Linked DNA regions of Mus musculus: region 2 is linked to region 1. The links are chromatin contacts, called in public promoter capture Hi-C maps. All regions are on one chromosome and are shown on one strand. The core of a region is the stretch at or near the end of the contact, and the rest is flanking DNA. Distances in the headings are between cores, read along the strand shown. Region 1 holds the start of Casp4 (caspase 4, apoptosis-related cysteine peptidase). Region 2 holds the start of Birc3 (baculoviral IAP repeat-containing 3).

Region 1 (3,132 bases), core at 410-2,909:
GTTCATTCTTATGTACCTATGCTGAGAATCGTGCCAATAAGAAGCCAATACTTCCTTAGATGATGCAATAAATATTAAAATAAAACAAAACAGAAAGGCTATCCTGTTTGTTGTTTCTGTTGCGACCTTATTTTCCTTTATTTGACTTGACTTTCAGACAGAACACAAGAAGAGTAACTCATGTCTTTATTATTGTATTTATTTGTAAAAATTTTACACATGTGTAAAATGCATTCTGATTACTATAACCTCACACACTCTGTAGTACTCTTCTATTCCTACAATTATTCTCCTCTGTACAATTCCTATTCAAACACCTATATCTTTTTTTGTTTGTTTGTTTTTGAGACCCACTGAGTTTAACCAGAATTCACAGTGTAACCATGGAGTGTCCACTGGAGCCTGGTATACACCAAAGACTGTCTCTCTCCCAGAATCCCTCAGTAGCCAGAGCATCAGCAGAGTTCTTAGACTTGGTTCTTAAATGCAGAACTGGCTGAGTGCCATTATTTCTTTTATAATATCATTTGCTTGTCTTTTCCTACAGTCATATAGACACCACAGGTTTCTGAATTCCAAGAATTTAGTGCTCAGAAGAAGAAACATATAAAATATAACTGGGACCATTATAGCCAAAATAATAAATGGAATCTCAAAATGGAGTGTTTACTTATTACTCTGGAAGCCTGGACCAGAACAAAGCAATTTTTATGTGCTATTATCCTTCATGGATTAAAAAATTCATGGATCAAAGAATATTGACTTAGCCCATGAACCTTAAAATTTCACATTCTGATTGAGACTATAAAACAGTCAGTGCCACCAACAACCAGGGAACAATTACCAGATAAGTATGACACTGAGGAGATGGGCGATAGTGGCATTACTTTATCCATTCTCTCAGCAGTATTTGTTAACTGTAGGAGGAGCTGAAGAAGGACACTTTCACAAGAGCCTTTCTAATCCTTCCTATTTAATCCAACGTTCCCCAAAGACTCAAAGTTGAACACACCACAGCATTTGTCTTTTCCCCTTTCTCTAACCATTCCCCTGACATACCTCTCTCCTCAGATCATGTGATCATGCATTCATTATATTGCACCGTGCAAGTGCCCCTATTTGTTCAAGAGGCTACGAACAGGTAGTAGTAATCATCACTCTCAGTAAAAATTTGTCTTGCACAATTAATGAAATGCACCCAGGGTGGACAAAAGGATTGCTCTGAACTATGTCTAATAAAAACGAAGTCTGTAGAAATATGTATAGAAAGGCTGTAGTACCTTGAATTAGGAAACAATTGCTTAATTTTCCAGTAGAAATGAATATGTTAAATTTCATTGACTTAGAACTGATGTTTTAGAAAGCAGAGGTTGAGTTACTGAGAAGCCAGACTAGAATATAAGCAGCACTGTGTCTTACTGGAGCCCTGAAGAATAGAGAAAATGCAAAGGTAAACAACTTCAATTTTTTTTTTTTCTATTTTTGCAGCCGCTTTAGTTGTGTTTGTTTGTTCCCATGACGAAGTGATAAAATTCAGGAAAAGGGAGGCCAGTTTTATGAGTTACAGGGGATTTCCCCACAGCAGTTGATACTTTCTGAGCAGCTCTTTCAACATCTCCTGGAAGTCCCCGCCTCCCTATGCTAAGGAAATGCCCAGTAACTTTCATTTTACTCTGTCAAGCTGTCTTCACGGTGCGAAAGAACTGAGGCTTTTTCTCATGGCTGGTGAGTCTGGGGGCTCTTCCTGAATAGGGGCTTTGACTTGAGTCCTAGAATTTAGACTTTGCGAAAGCAGAGAATTAAAAAAAAAAAATAGTGGTGACAGAGCAGAGCAGTGGCATAAAAGCCTGATTACTGTACTGCCGGAAAGGACTGTTTATTGGGAGTGTGGACATGCTGAGATATATGTAGCTTTGAGCCACAAAGAACTTCATCTCTCAGTTTCCTTTTTGGAAATCAAAGAGGAGGGTAAAGCCAGAATAACACATTAAAACAACTCTAGAAGTCTGTATGAGCTCTAGGACTCTAGAAGTCTGTAATGAGCTCTAGAACTCTAGAAGTCTGTATGAGCTCTAGGACTCTAGAAGTCTGTAATGAGCTCTAGGACTCTAGAAGTCTGTAATGAGCTCTAGGACTCTAGAAGTCTGTAATGAGCTCTAGAACTCTAGAAGTCTGTAATGAGCTCTAGGACTCTAGAAGTCTGTAATGAGCTCTAGGACTCTAGAAGTCTGTAATGAGCTCTAGGACTGTTACATTTTTCTGAGATGCTGATTGGCACATATTTGAAGTCACCACCTATTTCCCAAGCATAGAGTTACTCTCTTCTTCCATTTTAAATGATTCCATTTTTCTTGCTAGATCTCTGCGTCTGCTAAAATCACCACTGTTGTAACTCATTCATGGACTCCTGTCACAATGTTTTGACTCATGTCTTCCTTTCCAGGTCTTAGCCTTCTGTTCTATCCTTAACATTCCTTTCAAATCATATACCCTTCTTACACTCAGAAGCTGAAAAGGCACAGGACTGAGAAATCACTTGGTATTTTGGTAGCAAGTGTTCAAATGCATCTTATAATATTTTTAGCTTTATTCTTAAAATGTGTACGTGAGGATGAACAAAAAAGTTGTATTTGTCAGCTTAGGTCCAATGTCCTTTGGGCAGAGTAAACTTGTTCTCACATGCAAGACACCGACTTTACCTTATCTCTCTGCAAAAGTCTTTTAAAAACGACAAGCGTCTGATCATTGCCTTTTCTGCTGCTGTTGCCCACATTTGACCAAAGTAACCTGTTTCTAACACCCAGCCCCTCCACCTTGCTGTCTATACCAGATACTTTCAAGAAACTTTCAACCTTGCCAGAACAGATACTAGCTCTACACACTATCTTCTCTGGGACACTGTCTTTTAATGGATGAAAGTTTTAAAACATGATGTTTTCTTGAACATACATCAGTCATTTAAATGATTATAGTGTCTTGTACTTTGTTTGTTTGAATAACTATTTTTACCTCTGCCCTATATACTTTAGTGTACAGAGATTGATGTTCAAAATGATATTCCCAAAACTAAAAAATTAGAATTTAAAATGAGATGTTTAATAAAAATTGCTGACTCAGGGGAAAGATAATCAC
Region 2 (3,132 bases), core at 360-2,859, 2.6 Mb after region 1:
GCAGCTACAGTGCCTAGCTGCTGTTGTGTGAGACACACAGCCCAGACTGACCTTGGACACCTGATCCTTCAGCCTCCACCTCCCAAGTGCTAAGATTACAGACCTGCACTACTAACCCCAGCAAACACTGGCATGGAAGAATTTCTTAGCACAGCTGGCTGTGCCCAGCATGTTCATGGCACTTTCATTTGTTAATTTCCCCCTATTACTGCTAACTTGACCTCGTGGCAATTTACTCCCATGCTCTGGAGTCTCACATCACAGGATTTCAAGAGAGTCAGTCCCTTTTCCACCAACAGTGTAATGTTGGGCAAGAAAACCACCAAGTGGCCAGACACGCCCCTAATCCCATTACCCTGGAGGCAGAGGTGGGTAGACGTCAGTGTTTCCTTGAGTTCAAAGCCAGCCTGTTTACTTATCCAGTTCCAGCCCAACCAGTGCTCCATAGTGAGACTAAGAAAAGCCACTCGTGCCTCAGTTTCCTAGGTGCGAAAAGGGGATAGTAATGGCACCTGCTTTTTACAACGGATGATCAGAACCTGGCTTGGGGCAGACAGAAACGACTCCAGAGATTTACCGGCTAGATTAAGAGCACTGCTGAGAAATTGAGTACAGTGACTCAGGCCTATAATCCCAGCACTGAAGGGGTTAAGGCAGGAGGATTTTTCCGAAGTTCAAAGCCCCAGTCAGCTATAGTGTGAAATGGTCTCTGACACACCCATCACTCCTTTAATCCAAGCACTTGGAAGGCAGAGGTAGGCAGATTTCTAAGTTCGAGGCCAGCCTGGTCTACAGAATGAGTTCCAGGACAGCCAGAGCTACACAGAGAAACCCTGTCTCGAAACACCCCCCCCCCCCCAAAAAAAAAGAAAGAGCTGTAGTGTTTTCCTGAGCTGGCCACCAAGAAAACAACCATGAGCTTTCCACAAGCTCATCCTTAGACGCCAGAGTTCTCACTGTGTCAAGTCTCCCAGATGCCTCCCGCAGCAGCCTAATTAAAATGCAACTTCTCGGCACCTACGCCTCACTCAGAAAGTCAGAGACCGGAAAAGACTCAGAAAGTCGAGCTCCCGCAAGCGGGGAGGGGGTGGGGGGAGGGGGGGCAGCCAGGGTCAGCGTGGCCAACCTGTAGGTCGCCCTCCCGCAGGACCACCGATGCATAGAAACGGGTTTTGCAGGTTCTCCTTCGGATCTAGTCACCCCGGTGATCCTCGAGCCACTACGGGGACCCTGGCTGGATCCCCACGCGCGCGCGTACTCACCGCAGCCCACTTCCTAGGCTCTGAACGCCAGCAATGACCTCTGATCTCCGGGGGTGGCACCCTCGCCTGGCCTGTGGGGTGTGGCTGGGTGGCGCGATACCTTTAAATCGTCCCCAGCTAGGCCTTAGCCACTGCCCCCACCCTGCCCGGCTCAGGGCTGCTCAGACCTGCGGTGCTTTCCTCCAGGGCTCCGGGGAACTCCAGGGTGAAAACCAGACGCACTTCCTCCTCACCCTTGGTGGCCACCCTGGCTGGGGATTTCCGTGGCTCTTCTGTGCGTGACTTCCTGGACCCAGCTCCTCTTCGTGTCATTTACTGAAAGTTTTTACTTGAAGGCTCTTGGCTCTTACAAAACATTGAAAACAGATGTGCAGCCTGTGAGTTCCGCCTTAAGAGGCCTATCCCCACCCCACCCTCACCGCGCTTCCCTCCTGCAGCCTCCAAGTCCTTCACTGTAAAAAAAGAGCCACAACTGTCCGGAATATAACTGCTAAGTTAAAAAAGTAAGACGTTAGGAGGAAAAAAACCCGAGTAACTCTGTAAAAGTCTCTGGTTTCACTTTTTGTTTTTATCAAGAAAGAGAGCTGAAAGGAACATTTGTTAAAAACAAACAAACAAACAAAACAAAACACGTATGGATCTCAATTTCAGGTTATTTTTATTATTTCAAAGATCAGAACTACAGCTGCGGGTAGCAGCAAATGCCTTTAATCCCAGCACTCAGAAGGCCGAGGCAGGAGGATCTCTGTGAGTTCCAGGCCAGCCTGGGCTACATAGTAAGACTTTGTTTTTTAAAAATGCTAGAACCACACTGATTCTTGTATTTGAAAGGTGTGATTGTGGGCCGGAGACGTGGCTAAGCAATTAAAAGTACTTGCTGCTCTGGTAGAGGACCAAGGTTCTGCTCCCAGCATTCACAAGATGGCTCACAGACATCTGTAACTCCAGTTCCAGGAGATCCATTGCGGCCTTCTGGCCTCTTCAGGCACTGCACCTGTATTCGCACAGGCGTGAGGCAAAACACCTGTACACATATTTAATATATAAATACGTTTTAAAAAATATTTTGAAAGGGTTAGAGAGATGGCTCAGCAGTTAAGAGCACTGACTGCTCTTCCAAAGGCCTGAGTTCAAATCCCAGCAACCACATGGCTTACAACCCTCTGTAATAAAATCTGACTCCCTCTGCTGGTGTGTCTGAAGATAGCTACAGTGCACTTACATATAATAATAAATCTTTAAAAATATGTTTTTTTAAAAGTCTGGGGTTTTTGTTTTGTTTTGTTTTTTTTGTCCTGATCTGTTTTAGTGGTTTTTTTTTTCTTGTATTTTTGTTTAGTTTTTCCTTGTCAAATTTTGTTTTATAAACAGGATGAATAAATCTAGAAAAACAAAATTCCTTCTTTTAGCTTTTTCTCTTTCAAGGGAAGGTGCTTAGCTATATCAATGTTCTTGTAAAAACTTGACTCTTGCCAGGCAGTGGTGATGCATGCCTTTAATCCCAGCACTCAGGAGGCAGAGGTAGATGGATATTTGTGAGTTCTAGGCTAGCCTGATCTACAGAGTGAGTTCCAGGACAGCCAGGCTACACAGAGAAACTTTGTCTGCTTTCCTCCATCTTCAGCCAATTAGCATCAGACTTAAGGAGACATAATCTAGCGGTGAGAAACCTGCCCTGGTCAATCTAGAGATAAAATGCCTTATTGTGGGCTCAGCTGAGAGGGACCACAGTTCCAACAGGAGCTCTAGTAGAAGAACTTCGTTTGTGATCATATAGAGATTTCCACCTACTTTCAAGCCTCTATCTGAGAGCAGAATCACACCTGTGAGAGCAACAGACTCCCTTGCAACATTTGCACAATTTTACTGT

What was found. Capture Hi-C pulls out chosen DNA fragments and counts their contacts.
Region 2: a promoter capture Hi-C map of liver shows a contact between it and region 1, with 2.3 times the contacts expected there. The contact joins the promoter of Birc3 here to the promoter of Casp4 in region 1.

The regions. Positions count from the first base shown.
Region 1 is chr9:5,307,190-5,310,321 of GRCm38.p6, forward strand. It overlaps Casp4 (caspase 4, apoptosis-related cysteine peptidase), which reads left to right and starts at 1,660. Exons shown (of 9, transcript NM_007609.3): 1 at 1,660-1,725. The coding sequence starts at 1,719. It overlaps Casp1 (caspase 1), which reads left to right. Exons shown (of 10, transcript NM_009807.2): 10 at 1-92.
Region 2 is chr9:7,871,561-7,874,692 of GRCm38.p6, forward strand. Birc3 (baculoviral IAP repeat-containing 3) reads right to left here and starts at 1,610. Exons shown (of 9, transcript NM_007464.3): 1 at 1,263-1,610.